Regions from separate parts of the Delphinus delphis genome. Here region 2 is linked to region 1. The links are chromatin contacts, called in public Hi-C maps. All regions are on one chromosome and are shown on one strand. The core of a region is the stretch at or near the end of the contact, and the rest is flanking DNA. Distances in the headings are between cores, read along the strand shown. Region 1 holds the start of PTK2B (protein tyrosine kinase 2 beta). Region 2 holds the start of ESCO2 (establishment of sister chromatid cohesion N-acetyltransferase 2).

Evidence for each region. A called contact is a pair of places that touch in the nucleus more often than the background predicts.
Region 2: a contact with region 1 is called in a Hi-C map of lung, with 7 times the contacts expected there. The contact joins the promoter of ESCO2 here to the promoter of PTK2B in region 1. A contact is called at or near these places in 2 of 3 Hi-C or Micro-C datasets (lung and muscle).

What each region holds. Positions count from the first base shown.
Region 1 is chr6:103,723,110-103,730,626 of mDelDel1.2, reverse strand. PTK2B (protein tyrosine kinase 2 beta) reads right to left here and starts at 4,394. Exons shown (of 32, transcript XM_060015200.1): 1 at 3,937-4,394. It overlaps TRIM35 (tripartite motif containing 35), which reads left to right and starts at 5,378. Exons shown (of 6, transcript XM_060013600.1): 1 at 5,378-5,855. The coding sequence starts at 5,421.
Region 2 is chr6:104,155,653-104,162,500 of mDelDel1.2, reverse strand. ESCO2 (establishment of sister chromatid cohesion N-acetyltransferase 2) reads right to left here and starts at 4,759. Exons shown (of 11, transcript XM_060013602.1): 1 at 4,578-4,759; 2 at 3,380-3,448; 3 at 1,781-2,609. The coding sequence starts at 3,432. CCDC25 (coiled-coil domain containing 25) reads left to right here and starts at 6,107. Exons shown (of 10, transcript XR_009519936.1): 1 at 6,107-6,189.

The DNA of each region.
Region 1 (7,517 bases), core at 3,145-5,644:
ACAGTGTGGTACTGGCATAAAGACAGACATATAGAGCAATGCAATAGAGCATCCAGAAATGAACTCTTGTCATTTGATCTTCAACAAGGGTGCTGAGACCACTCAATGGGGAAAGGACAGTTTCTTGAACAAATGGTGGTGGGAAAACTGGATATCTACATGCAAAGGATGAAGTTGGATCCTTCCGTTGCACCATATATAAAAATTAATTCAAAATAGACTGAAGACCTACACATATGACCTAAAACCATGACACTGGCAATAATTTCTTGGATATGACATCAAAACACAGGCAACAAAAGTAAAAAGAGAGAAGGACTACATTAAAATTAAAAAAATTTTGTGCAGCAAAATGAAAATGAATGGCAACAAAATGAAAATGCAACCTACAGAGTGGGAGAAAATATTTGCAAATTATATATCTGGTAAGGGGCTAATATCCAGAATATATAAAGAACTCATACAACTCAACAACAACAAAAAATAACCCGATTAAAAATGGGGCAAAGGACTTAAATAGATATTTCTCTAAAGATGATATCCAGATGGCCAAAAAGCATGAGACGATATTCAACATCACTAATCATTAGGGAAATGCAGATCAAAACCACATGGAGATATCACCTCATATCCATTAGGATGCCTACTATTAAAGAAAAGAAAGAAAATAATGAATGTTGGTCAGGATGTGAAGAAATTGGAATCCTTGTGCACTGTTGGTGGGAATGTAAGGTGGTGAATCTGTTGTAGAAAACAGTATGCCAGTTCCTCAAAAAAGTAAAAATAAATCCAGAGATTCCACTTCTGGGCATATATTCAATACTCGAAAGAATTGAAAGCAGGGTCCCGAAGAGATATTTGTACACTCATGTTCACAGCAGCATCATTCACGATAGCCATGGGGTGGGAGCAATCCAAATGTCCATCAGTGGATGAATGGGTAAACAATGGAATATTACTCAGCTTTAAAAAAAAGGAAGGAAACTCTAAAATATGCTACAACATGGATGAACTTTGAGGACATTATGCTTAGTGAAATAAGACAGTCACAAACAAGTGATTCCACTTATTTGTGGTACCTAGCATAGTCAAATTCTTAGAGACATAAAGTAGACGGGTGGTTGCTAGGGCCTGGGGAAAGGAGGAAGAGGGCATTTGTTTAAAGGGTTCAGAGTGTCAGTTCTACAAGATGAAAAGTTCTGCATATTTGTTGCACAATAATGGGAATATGCTCAATACTACTGAACTGTACACTTAAAAACGCCTAGGATGGTCAGTTTTATGCTCATTTTAGCACAATTAATTTTTTTTAAACAACAAAAAAGCAGAGGGAAAAAAAATTTTTTTTATGGTAAATCTGCCAATTTGCATATGTTGGCAACTGTTTTGATCCTGTAGCTGCCTATCTTATGGCGATTTCCCCATCTTTCTAACAAATAGCTGAGCCCCAAAGGTATCTCAGTGACCAGCCCTCCAGCACATGACTCAGGTAAAGCCTAATTGGTTTAAGTCGGTCATAGCAGTCTCATCCTCCTTGATGGTGATGGATTTAGAGGTGGGCATGTGACCCAGTTCTGGCTGATAAGGTGTGAGGGAAAATCTTCTGGAGGTTTGTAGGAAAGGTTTCGTGGCTCTGAAAATGAAGCATACTAGGGAGAAATGGTCCTATTCCATTTCTGGACATTGATTTACAACAGCATAAGATATCTGGAGCAGCTGCGGTAATTTTCTAACCCAAAGGCAGCCATAGGCAGACCAGAAAGATGGAAAGAATCTGGGGTCTCAGTGTCACACGGCTGGACACAGCCTTCTTGCCTCCAGACTTTGTTATGTGAGATCTTCCATGCCCTTATGGTTTAATCATTGTGAGTTGCAATTTACAAGTTGCAGCTTAGAAGATCATAAGTGATACAGAGGAAAAAAAGCATATGGAGCAAATAAAAGAAGTCTGAGACTGAATCTGATCCAGAGGCAGGCGATTTACTACCCCAGGTGTTTCCCTAGTCACTTGCATTAAGCACTAATTCTTATGGGAGTTCCCCCTGCAAGTCAAACTCAGAGCCCCTACCCTCCTTTCTCTATGGCAGAGGCCTCAGAGAAGGCCTAAGCCATCACTGTGTCCAACATCAAGCATCAGACTACAGTGATTTCCTCTAAGATGTCCTTGGTAACGTTGCTGAACAAGTTCAAGTACATCTGCATCTCTGGTTGCCCATTTCTGAAAATGGTTCTTGCTACTGCCAGCCCTGTGACTGTCAAATACAGCAGTCATCCTCCTTATCCCTATAATATTCTTTGATATTAAATCTGCTTTTTCTGATATTAATAGGGCCACACCAACTTTCTTTGATTCGTGTTAGCATGGCATATCTTTTTCCATCCTTTTACTTTTAACTTACTTGTAGGCTTATATTTAAGTGGGTTCCTTTTAGGTAGCATATAGTTGGGTCTTGCTTTTTTATCTAATCTAACAATCTCTGCTTTTTATTTGCAGTAGTCACTTTCTAGTCATCTGCTTTAAAAAGGAAAAAAAAAAGCTGTTCTTCTTTCTGCACCTAGGAATAGTTTTTTTCCTAACACGACATTTAATAAAGAGTTGTCATTCCTTACATAAATGTACATGGTGATAGCAGGGGGGTTGGAAATGTGGCATTGCCTGGCAAAGATGCCTGGGGATGGGATGGGATGGGGCAAGTTATAGTAGTGAGAACTGCCAGTTGAGTTTTGTAATAGTTTAGCTGGTATACAGAGGACCTGAACTTCAGGGCCTCTGAAGAAGGTCCTTTCTCCTGGAAGAAGAAACAGGAGCTGGTGACACATTAGTTACAATCACCAAGACTTCTCTTTCCTGGTCTCTGTATCTTAATCACCCTCTTTCCTGAAATTATGCAAAGAATAAAAAAAGTTCGGAGTGTCTGAGCTGGTAAGAATTTGGAACAATTAGTCCAATCTTTCCTTTTACAGTTGAGAAAAAGGAAGTAAGGAAAGTGAAATATTATGCCCCAGGTCTTGCCCCTGGCTAATGGTGGTGCTTGGAATAGGACCAAGTCCTTTCCAGATTTCCAGAAAGACTGGAGGACCCTACTGGTTTAATGTTAACCTTTGTATTCTCCTTAAAGAAAAAAAAGCTCCATCTGTTAATTTCTACTCTTTACCCTTGTTTTGATTTGCGGCCCTACTCAGAGAGTTGAGAAAAGAACCAACAACAAAACAAACAAGGGACATCATAAGAACAGAATGAAACACCCATACAGCAAAACAGATTCGCAGGGCAACTGGGACACATAGATAAAACAGTGAAAGAAAGTGAGACTAGAAGAGACAAGATTTTCCAGGGAGGTGCCTGGCATGTGGGGTTATTAGCCCCATCTTGTGGCCTTTTCAGATATTGTCTCGAAGGTTAATTTTTGAACCAGTAAGCCTAACTGGAGACCTACTTGCTGGGTGAGTAGACCTAGCACAATGGGCCTCAAACTTTACTGTACCTGAGAATCACCTGGAGAGCGTGTGAAAAACGCAGATTCCTGGGCCTTTCCTCCCAAAGAGGCAAGTAGATCAAAGAATCTGGACTCAAGAATCTGTGCTTTTATTTAGAAAGCTCCCCCGGTAACTGCAGGAGGACCACTGATCATGTATAAGAAACACTCCAGAAAGCAATAACACTTAGTGGCATCCATCAGCTTGGCATTGTGGGGAAAGGCCTATTCTGAGTAAAAGTTTGGAAGGAAATTGTCTAGATGTTAGCCTACTTGCAAGCTAACAAGTATCAATGGAAAAAATGCTGCCTGCCGTATCGGTAAACAAAGGATGTTGCGGCCATCAAGCCATCACATTAACGCTACCCCGACCTAGCAGTCAACTGCTGCAGCCACTGCCCCCTTCCCCCCAGTGATGCACCCCGAAGAGACTCAGGATGAGAAAGCACAGGATACTGACCTCAGATAGCCGAGGTGCACATCAATTAGTGAGCCCAGACTCTTGCATCTTCCCATACATAGAAAAGTGCTAAATTCCCTAACTTGAGATATCTGGTTTTCTTTAATTAACAGTAATCTTTTCAAGTTCCGACTACCTGGTCTTTGTTGCAAAAACTATGTATCCTGGATCCTCTCCTACCTCTTTGGAGCAAGCAGTCCCTCAGGGCTTAAGTCCTCTGTTTTGTCCGCCAAGTAAGATGTAATTCTCAACTTTTAAGTTGTGCTTTTTTTTTTTTTTCTCTAGTCAACACATGTTAGCATGCCACAGTTTCAGGAATGCTGGTAGATGAAACTCTTGAGTCAACGCACAGTTTATTACTAACAGCAATGGCAATAGTCAGATTATAGTCATTTGGGCCAGTTTCCTGAGCCTTAATTCCCAAAAGCCTACATGATGTGGGCCACAGGAGGAAGCTTAGGGAACCCAAATCTTTTATAATGAAGAGTAAGATTGCCAGATCTTTGCCTGGAGGGAGACATTATCTCTGCCTTCTGAGGCTGTTCATCATAGAAACGTCCTTGAAAAGACAGTACCAAAAAGGCAGTGTCTCTGGGTGGCATACAGAAACATGAGACCTGTGGAGACTTGTCTTCCAACGGAAGCCGGAAATGAAAGTGTTCCAGGGGAAAGGAATCCCACATCTGAACGTTGTAAAGTGATCAACGTGACGCAGGTTGGAGAGACTCAGGCCTGCTGTACCTGGCAGGAATTTAGCCTGGATTTCAGTTCCCACAGCTAACTTTGCAGACGTCCTTAATCTCTGTTTCACTCACGAGGAAATAGATTCTGGAAAGATGGTGACTTGCCCGCCTATTCAACCACGGGACAAGAATCGGATCTTCTCAGAGGTCTTCCACTGCCCCTTTCTCTCATTTGTTCCCGCCTTACCCCAGGGGGCAGGCACAAGACTGCCCAAAATAAGTAAGCAACTAATGCAAGAGCGGGCACAGATCTTTGAAAGGGCACTGCAAACTCTTAAGCGGTGAAAAAGCTAACGACGCCGTTAAGATCAGACTTCACTTCGGAACCACGAAGTAAGGAGCTCTGGCTTCTCCCACCTCACGGGCCTGAGATTTCCGGGGACCACTTAAGGAAGAGGCTCCTAGACTTCATTTCCCATTTGAAATCGGAAGTAGGTTGCAGTGACACGGAAGCCCTAGAACACTGCTGGGGTGTTTTTTCCCGGCTAAACTTGCTCGCCTAGGACTGACCGGGATTGCGGAGCATACGGGGCCCACCTCGCTCTTCCGGGGTTTCCCGAGCCGACCGGAACTTGGGCGGAGCCTCCCGAGCGCGCCCAGCGCGATTGGCCGGCACCGCTGTCGCTCAGTGCTCCGAGTGGAAGGGGCTGACCGCCGGCCTCCGCAGGGTCGCGGGAGCCGCGCGGCGGATGGGAGGGGCTGGAGCGAAAGTTGCGGGCGCGGGATCCGGGATCCGGGGCAATGGAAGCGGGGCCCGCCTTGTCCCCCGGGCCTTCCCGCTCCTTCAAGGAGGAGCTGCTCTGCGCCGTCTGCTACGACCCCTTCCGTGACGCCGTGACTCTGCGCTGCGGCCACAACTTCTGCCGCGGGTGCGTGACCCGCTGCTGGGAGGTGCAGGTGGCACCCACCTGCCCGGTGTGCAAGGACCGCGCGGCCCCCGCCGACCTGCGCACCAACCACACCCTCAATAACCTCGTGGAGAAGCTGCTGCGCGAGGAGGCCGAGGGCGCGCGCTGGACCGGCCACCGCTCTCCGCGCCTCTGCCGCCTGCACCGCGGCCAGTTCAACCTCTTCTGTCTCGACGACAAGGAGCTGCTGTGCTGCTCGTGCCAGACCGACCCCCGGCACCAGGGGCACCGCGTGCAGCCGGTGAAGGACACTGCCCACGACTTTCGGGTAAGCGCGGCCGCGTGCTGGAGGTGGCTGAGTGCGCACGTGGACTGGAACCCAGCACCCTGACCCCGCTGCTCCTGCACTCCAGCCTGCCAGAGCTGGTGTGCCCGGTCCCGCCCCTCTTCCCCCTGCCAGCTTGCTGGTGCCTCCTCGGGACCCCCACTCCCTGCCGCTGGTAACATACAGAGGCTGCCTTCTTCATCAAGGCCGGCCCAGGGGCCTGAGATGGAAGGAGAGAGAATGTCAACAGGAAGTGTGAGAACTGGGGTTACAGGATGTTCTCAAGACAGCTCCCCTGCCCCACCACCTCTGAAGGGCTGAGGCCGTGCACCCTTTCTACCACAGGTGTGTGGCCCATGCCACTTTTAGAAGCACAGGTGTGGGTAAGCCCACAACCCTGGAACTTGGCACACTCAAGGTGGAGGTGCAGGACCCCAAGACCTGGCCAAAGATGTGGAGCCTTTTAGATCTCCCCACATCTTTCCCCTCCTTCCCGGGCTGGATCCCTGTATTGTGTAGCTGTGGGGAGGCCTCTGGCCCTGGCCCTGGCCACCTGGTCCCTTCTGGATCACTCTCTCAGCATCCCCCTAGAGTTCCAGTGGCTATAAATAAGGTAAGGAACAACTTTAGGGCAAACTAACATGGAGAAGTTTTTGGCAGAGGAAGGAAGAATGATCAGGAAATAAGGAGTAGCCATCTCAGGGGTTTTCAGATTTTTTGACCTCAGCTAGCACATGGTAAGACATGTTTTTTCCATTGAGACCCAGAACTGCCACATGCATGTATGGTGTCTGTATCAGCTGAAACAAAAGTTCTGTGAAAATGTCTATTGTACTCAGGTATTTTCTGTCGTTTTATTTTAAAAACTGCACAGGGTGTAAAATATTAATTTATTTCATCACCAACTAAAACCTACTAATACATAGGTCAGACCCACAGTTTGGAGAACCCAGCTCTGCTAGTCTGAAGCTGAGTGTACTGAAAAGGAGGCACTATAAGAATGCCTGTCTCCAGACACTGTTTTAGTTTGTTTGCTTTAATGCCTTTCTTAAGAAATATCAAAAGTTGACAGTTCCATACACATTTTGACAAAGTTCAAGTGAAGGGGAATGTCATCAATATGCTTGTTTGAACCCTACACTAGCTCGGCAATGGGATAAGCCTGTAACTGCTGTCACAGTGGTCCACAGCAGTGCTTTTTCTCCTTCATTTCCCTTGGTAGAAGTGCCAGGTCCTGATTTGGGATAGCTGAAGTAAGTGCTGGGCATTCTGGGGGCTGGGGTTGAGGTAGGGGGCCACCATGGATCGAGTCATGACGAATCACCGTGGGACCGCCAGAAGTATAGATCAGGAAGATGGGCAGGGGTCAAGGCCAAGAGCACTAAGGCAGAACCCAGGGCTGAGCTAAGCCAGGATTCAAGACCAGTGAGCCAGGTGCCCCAAAGTGCATATGGTCTAATGACATCTTTCTGTTTATTCAGCAGATGCCTCGTACTGCTAGGCCCTGGGGATACTGCAGGACACGAGCTAAACAGTAATTCGTACCTTCAAGGAGCTTCAAGCAGAGACTGAGGGGTTAGGAAGTGTTAGCCAGGTGAAGGGGGGTCAGGGAGGGTATTTCAGGCAGAGGCAGCAGCATGTGTAAAGGTCCAGAAGCAGTGACTA
Region 2 (6,848 bases), core at 3,510-6,009, 430 kb before region 1:
GCTGGACCTGGTCCACTGGCCACCAATTATAATCTTTGCCATTGAGATCTGAAATGTAGGTGACTACAAGAGGTAGGAACTGGGGTTGAATTTGGGAGGAGGCAATGAGAACAATAAGAGGAGGTGAGGAGGGAAATGACTACAGAGAGAGTTTGAATTGCTCAGCAGTATATGAGCCTCAGAGTGTATGTGAAAGCCTACAGCTGCAAGGGTTGTGATGAACATAAACAAGTCACCACAGACACGGAAGTTGCCAAACTGGGAGCCCTTCTTAAGGCCTGTTGCCTCAACTACTTTCTGCCCTTGGCTACATGGAAGAAAACCACCTTTCTCTCCTTACTGACAAGAGGTCAACAATAGAAGGTATAGACCTGCATTGTCTGTTATGGTAGCCACCAGCCACAGCAGCTAATGAGAACTTGCTACATGGCTAGTCCCAATTGATACATGCTGCAAGTGGAAATAAACATGGATTTCAAGGACTTGGTACAAAAAAAGAATGCAAAATATCTCATTAATAACTTTTTATATTGATAACATAGAAACAGTAACATTTAAAACATACTGCGTTAAACTTTTTAGAAACTATCTTAATGTGGCCACTAGAAGATTTTAAATTACGTGTATTGGTATTCTATCAGACAGCACTAGTCTAGGCCAGCTGGGACAAATAGGAGCACAATCAAAAAAGCATAGAGGACTTCCCTGGTGGCGCAGTGGTTGAGAGTCCGCCTGCCGATGCAGGGGACACGGGTTCGTGCCCCGGTCCAGGAAGATTCCACATGCCACGGAGCGGCTGGGCCCATGAGCCATGGCCGCTGAGCCTGCGCGTTCGGAACCTGTGCTCCGCAACGGGAGAGGCCACAGCAGTGAGAGGCCCGCGTACCGCAAAAAAAAAAAAAAAAAAAAAAAGGCATAGAATGGCACCCATGAAAACATACTATGTAAAATAAACAAAAACCCAACTATACATTCACAGTGATCATCTCCAAGTAGTGGGATTACAGAAGATACATATTTTTTATATTCTCTGTATTCTCTAAATTTTCTAGAATAAGCTAGTACTTTAAATAATGAGCTGAAACAAACAAACAAAAATATGCTCATTCTCTGGAAATCTACTACCTGAATTTTGTTATTTCTACTTTCTAAAAACAGACTACCAAGTAAAAGTTAAGTTTCTCTGGACCACAGTTATGAGGGAACTTAACGAGATGTAAACCTTAATGCCAAGAAAATGTTGGTAGGCTTCCGTAAGCCAAAAAAGGGAGGAAAAGCCCATCTTTCTACCCTGTCTCTAAATTCTTTATAGTGATGATACTATTTGGCTTCATAAAAGCAGTCCTACAGACTGTAAAGAAAACAAAATTTTGGGCTTCCTTGGTGGCACAGTGGTTAAGAATCTGCCTGCCAAGGCAGGGGACATGGGTTCGAGCCCTGGTCTGGGAAGATCCCACATGCTGCAGAGCAACTAAGCCCGTGCACAACTACTGTGCTCTAGAACCCGCGAGCCACAACTACTGAAGCCCGTGCACCTAGAGCCCGTGCTCCACAAGAGAAGCCACCGCAATGAGAAGCCCGCGCACAGCAACGAAGAGTAGCCCCGCTCACCACAACTAGAGAAAGCTCACGTGCAGCAGGGAAGGCCCAACGCAGCCAAAAATAAAATAAATTTATAAAAAAGAAAAACAAATTTTGTTCAAAGTTACATATATACAATGTATACTGAAGCTCTGTTATATGGCCAGCTTAGTTTTTAAAGTGATATATTTACATTTACCTTTATTAATTTCTCTTCATTTTTGCTTCTTTCACTCAGCAGCTCAGTGTTCAGTTCTTTTTCTACTAACAAACACTTTGGCACTTGCCTTGTCTCAAAACTTCTTTCATTGACAGTTTCCACATCAGACTCTTCAATAACTTCTGATTTATTCTTTTGGGTGAGTCCCAGTAATGGCTTATCTTCCAGGGACAATTTTCTCAGAGAGGGTTTTTTCCTAACAAAAAAAGCCGCTCCTCCCTGGAGGGTAACTTGCGGTTTGACCTTTTGGCTTAGAACTCGAGGAGCATTCAGATTATTTTCAGCTGAGTAACAATTATTTTCTTTCTCCACAATTGGCTTATAGGCCACTCGATTTTGCTTGGAATTTTTAGGATTCTTTGACACAGGCTTGATGCACTTATATCCTGGTTGACACTTAGCAGTTAAACACTTCTGTGGTTTTTTGTTCATCGTCTTGGAGCAGGCTGGTTTTCCCTGCATTTTTCCTGTCACACTGGGATACGATCTATCTTCATTATTAGTTTTTAGACAAATAGATCTACTCTCTTTTATCAGCTTTCTCTCCAGTGGATTGAGGTACCACTTATCTTTGTTGTAAAAGGATATGGTAGACACAGCAGATTTAAATGGTGAACCTTGATTTGCAGATGGCAATCTAGTTTTAGTCGTTTTGAGTGGACTTGAAATGAAATGGCCTTGTTGAGAGCAATGAATCTTTCCTTCATTTTTATCACTGCTTTGGCAAATGTGCTTTTTATTAGGTGATGGAAATATATTTTCAGTAAAGTCCGAAATTAATTTCTTTGATGGAATTTCTGATAATAGGCTATGAAAAGAAACACAGTCCATTGATAAATATAGTTATTTTGCTTCCATTTCTATGTCAATTTACTGCTAAGCAATAAACAGCTCTACCTGTAAGGCATATTAAAAATGCATCTTCTCCACCAAACATCCATCCATATACATTAGTAGTTTAACAGCAGGATTCTCAAATTCTGTCTTTACCAAACAAAGCATTTGAATATTTTTCAAAACTAAGATTCCAATGTTTGTGAAAACAAACACTGTTTACAGAGAAGCTTTGAGATGCACGTATATGTATATGTGTGTGCGTGTGTGTTTTAAAACCTATTTCTAAGTTTTGGCCATATACCTGCTATAATTTCCCTAAAATGATTAATTTTATGTAATAAACTGACCACTTAGGGCTGTTCTATAATATATATCTCTGGTATGACATAGAGTATAGAGCTTTAGAGGATTGCTTACTGATGAGTATCTACTATATGCAAAACAGTATGTTAAATATTACATAAGAGAGCAGAAAGGAGCAAGGTAATAAAAGATCTGACCCACATTTCCAAGCCATAGGAAACAGCCCTTTCTCTGAGTCCCTCCAAAGGCCTTAAAGAATTAATTATGAAAGCTTACAGTATTTCCAGGCTAGAATTAGAATATAAAGTATTACTGTAGCCACAAGGAGTAGGTGAATGGAAGAATGGAAATACTTAGAGATAGAAGAGAGGAGATAAAAAATGCAAGATGGTGAATTTTTCTTTTTTTAACAGTTTCTACTCATAGGATGAGACTCACTTATCACAGTTCAAAGAATGCTGCTTCCTTTTCCTTGGAGTTAAAGTTGACATCTTCTTAACTGAACTCCTAAAAGCAACAGAACAATATAATAACCAAATTAATCCAATGTGTATAAAAATCAGTAAATCAAAATTATACTTTATAAGTCTGAAAGAGTTCTCAGATGGGTAATGGTCCATAAAGATCCAAAAAAGGGGGAATGGGTTTAAAAAGCAAATCACTTTAATAAAGGTTTAAACCATGAAGGTAAAAAAAAAAAAAGAAAAGGAAAAACACTACATCACAGTAGTAACTAATTCAGCAGGGACAGTACAATTTAATTAACTAATTAAGCAGGAATACTACATGTTTCAAGCCGGAAAATGATCCTATTGAGGAAGGATTTAACCCCATTTCAGGACACACTTTCCCCTCAATTAGCCTGATGAACCCATACCAAGTTTAATCACTTTATATTCTGGGCAGCTGTCCTTGCCATTGCCCTCACCCCTACCCCTCCCGCTGTTAGATGCTCTTGCCCTAGGCTTCCATTCCATCCTGCACCTCCTTGGTATCCGTTTAGCACATTTTCTTGTTGTTAGTTTGACTTTCTCAAAAGCCTACATGTTCAAAGAAGGCAGAGGCCGTCTCTAGCTTTTTCATCAGAAGCAAGAAAACGGGGAAGCGTAATCCTCTCTCATTTTTCTAGTCGAGGAGCTGCTTGTTTCCTTATTTACAAAATACTCTGACCTCCTAAGACTGCGGGTAAACAAAATCACGCATGTTAACTCTCGGGCAGATGGTATGTTGCTCAATAGCGTTTTCCCTTCCCCTTCCTTCGGATCAAGTATATTTAAAAAAAAAAATTACACAAGCTTGGCTTCAAACAAACAGAAGGACCTGGGTTTCTGGGAATTCGTGTCGAGCTGCGGCTTAAGGCAAGACCCTTCCGGGGCTGAATGAGGAAAGGTAGGAGAGAAAAGCGCCTCTGTCCCCAAACGCTTTCAGCAAAAAGACGAGAAAACTCGGCGTCAGAAAGATGGAAACCCGGTGACCTGGAAGTGCGGACACCCGCTCGCTGGCTTCGGTCTCCAGCCGCGAACGCGCCAAGCACCGAGCACAAGCTCTTTTTCCTTGACATTCACCTCCACGTTCCACAGAACCTCCCGGTCTCCTGGCTCTTCCACCCCACGCCTCGACCCTCCGCAGGACTTACCCGCCCCTCGGACTGGCAACCTCTCCTCAGCAGAGCCAGGGGTCCCGACTGTATTCAAATTCTCGCGCGCCAGTCCAGGCAGAAGTAGGTGAGTTCCGATTGGCCGCTTCCCAGCGCGTCTAGGGGCTGGCTCGGTGATTGGTTGTGCACTAGCGTTTGCCCCGCCTACCCGAAAGGCGGTCTCCAAGATTCTCCCGCCCTTGGAAGGCTAAAAGTTCTCTTCTCTCCGAAACCAAGTCTTCAAGAATCCCGTGAGGCGCGCCGGGCTCCATTCCGGAGGCCTTATCTAAGATGCATTCTGGGAATTGTAGTTTTTAGCAGAATAAAACTGAGGTTTTTATATTATTTTAAACTCTGGAACTCCAGGCACATTCTAAGGTCACTTAGTGTAAGATGTTTTTGTAAGGTAGCCTCTCTAAGATTTCGAGGCAGTTATTTTTCACATTTGAAGCTTTACTGTTAGTTTACCTTTTTTTTTAACTAGTAATACGTTAGGTTTCCAGCTCATTTTTTCATTTTTCAAGTTAAATTAAAAAATCATTACAGTAACATCTATGCGCCAGGCATTCTTGCACATTTGATGTGTTTTACTTCATTTACTCTTCACCACAGTCTATGAGATATGTATCATCATTCCCACTTTACAGAGAATAAAACTGAGGGCCTGAAAACAATGACTATTTATAGGACAGAGCTAGGTTCTTCCTTTGCAAAGCCCAAAGATTCCTAAAGCACTTACTGATTATTAGCTACTGTTGTTATCTTTGTGTACCAGCTCCTGGTACAGTCTCTGGCACTTTCTTAGTTCTAAATAAATTTAGTTAAGTGATGCAGAATGAAGTCGGTCAGATGAAGTTAAGAGAAATAGTCAGGTCAAAACTAAGTGCTGTGGGAAATTCCCTTGAGTCAGATCATTCCCACTTTACATCTGGAAGGTAACTGAGGTTCAGAGGTTTGCCCAGTCTTGCCCATTAACTTATTTAACCCTGGCAAAATAGCCTGTGAATTAGCAGCTCTATTCATCTTCATCTTACAGCTAAGGTTAAGTGCAGCACCAAATGTGCCCAGTAGGTGATGGACCTAGAATGAGAATAGTGGAGGAATTGGGGTTCACTCAAAATTTAATGAGCTCCTACTAAGTGCCAAGTACCGTAACTGGCTCAGTGAACGCCTAGCTGTGAAGAAGACAACAGGTTTCTACTTTCAGGCAGGCCAGATGCGGCTGAAAGGAGGCAGATAAGACCAAGAGCTAAGCCTCAAGATTTGACCGCTCACGGGGTGGAGGTTCTGAAAATAAAGTCAGTGAATGACATTTTTCTCTTAGAAAGACGGAGTTTCCCCGCAGTTTTCCAATCACCTATTGTCCTGGCTCCATCCTCTTTCCCCTCAATCCCCTAGTAAGCTGAGCTCTGACCGCGCCGACACGGTAGCCCGCCAGCAGCCGCCGTTATGACACTGCCCGACGTCCGCCGGAAGTGCGCGGAGGAGTTCCGGGGAACGCGGCCTCCGCGCTTCCGGTATCTTGATCTTCCAGGGCTGAGTGCCGCTGCTCGGCGCTGGAGTCGCAGTGCCGCCGCCGGGATCATGGTGTTCTACTTCACTAGCAGCAGCGGTGAGTGGGCGCCGAGACCTCCCGGGTCCCTGCTCGACCGCGGGGCTCCGAAGCCGAAACCCCCAGGCCGCCGCTGAGCCTGGTCCTTGAGCGCCTCCTCGGCAGTGGGTGCCTCTTCCCGCGTCCTCATGGTCCCCCCACCGTGTCCGTCCCAGTCCACCCCGTGCGCCCCCTTGTCAGGGCCTGGGGGCACGTAGAGGCACCATCTCCCTTGCTGTCTTTGCCTCCGGGAGTTGTTCTTTCCCCTCATTCAGAAATACCTGTCGCTACCTGGAATTGGACAGTTTGTGGACTTCTTCGCACCCCTATCCCAAGTCTTCCCTTCCCCACCCACCCCCGTAACCTTTAATCTTGCTGCGCCCTGGTAATTACCCGCATAGAGAAAGAAAGGAGACATCTGCCAACAACTCTGCCTTACCGGAAGTGCGCCTTAGCTTTCTAGGAAAGGGTTATAGGGCCTGGATGTTACAGAAAGCCATAAAAAGACTCTGGAATAGCGATACAGCCACTCATTGGGCAGAGTTGATGTCCCAGATCTTGAAAAGTGACATGATAATGTTTCTGATTTGTCTTTGGCAGGCAAGGAAAGGGTGTGTTTAGTTCCCAGGAAATACTGTCTTCATTTCTCTGCTTATGTTGTTCTCTTTGCCTACAATCAA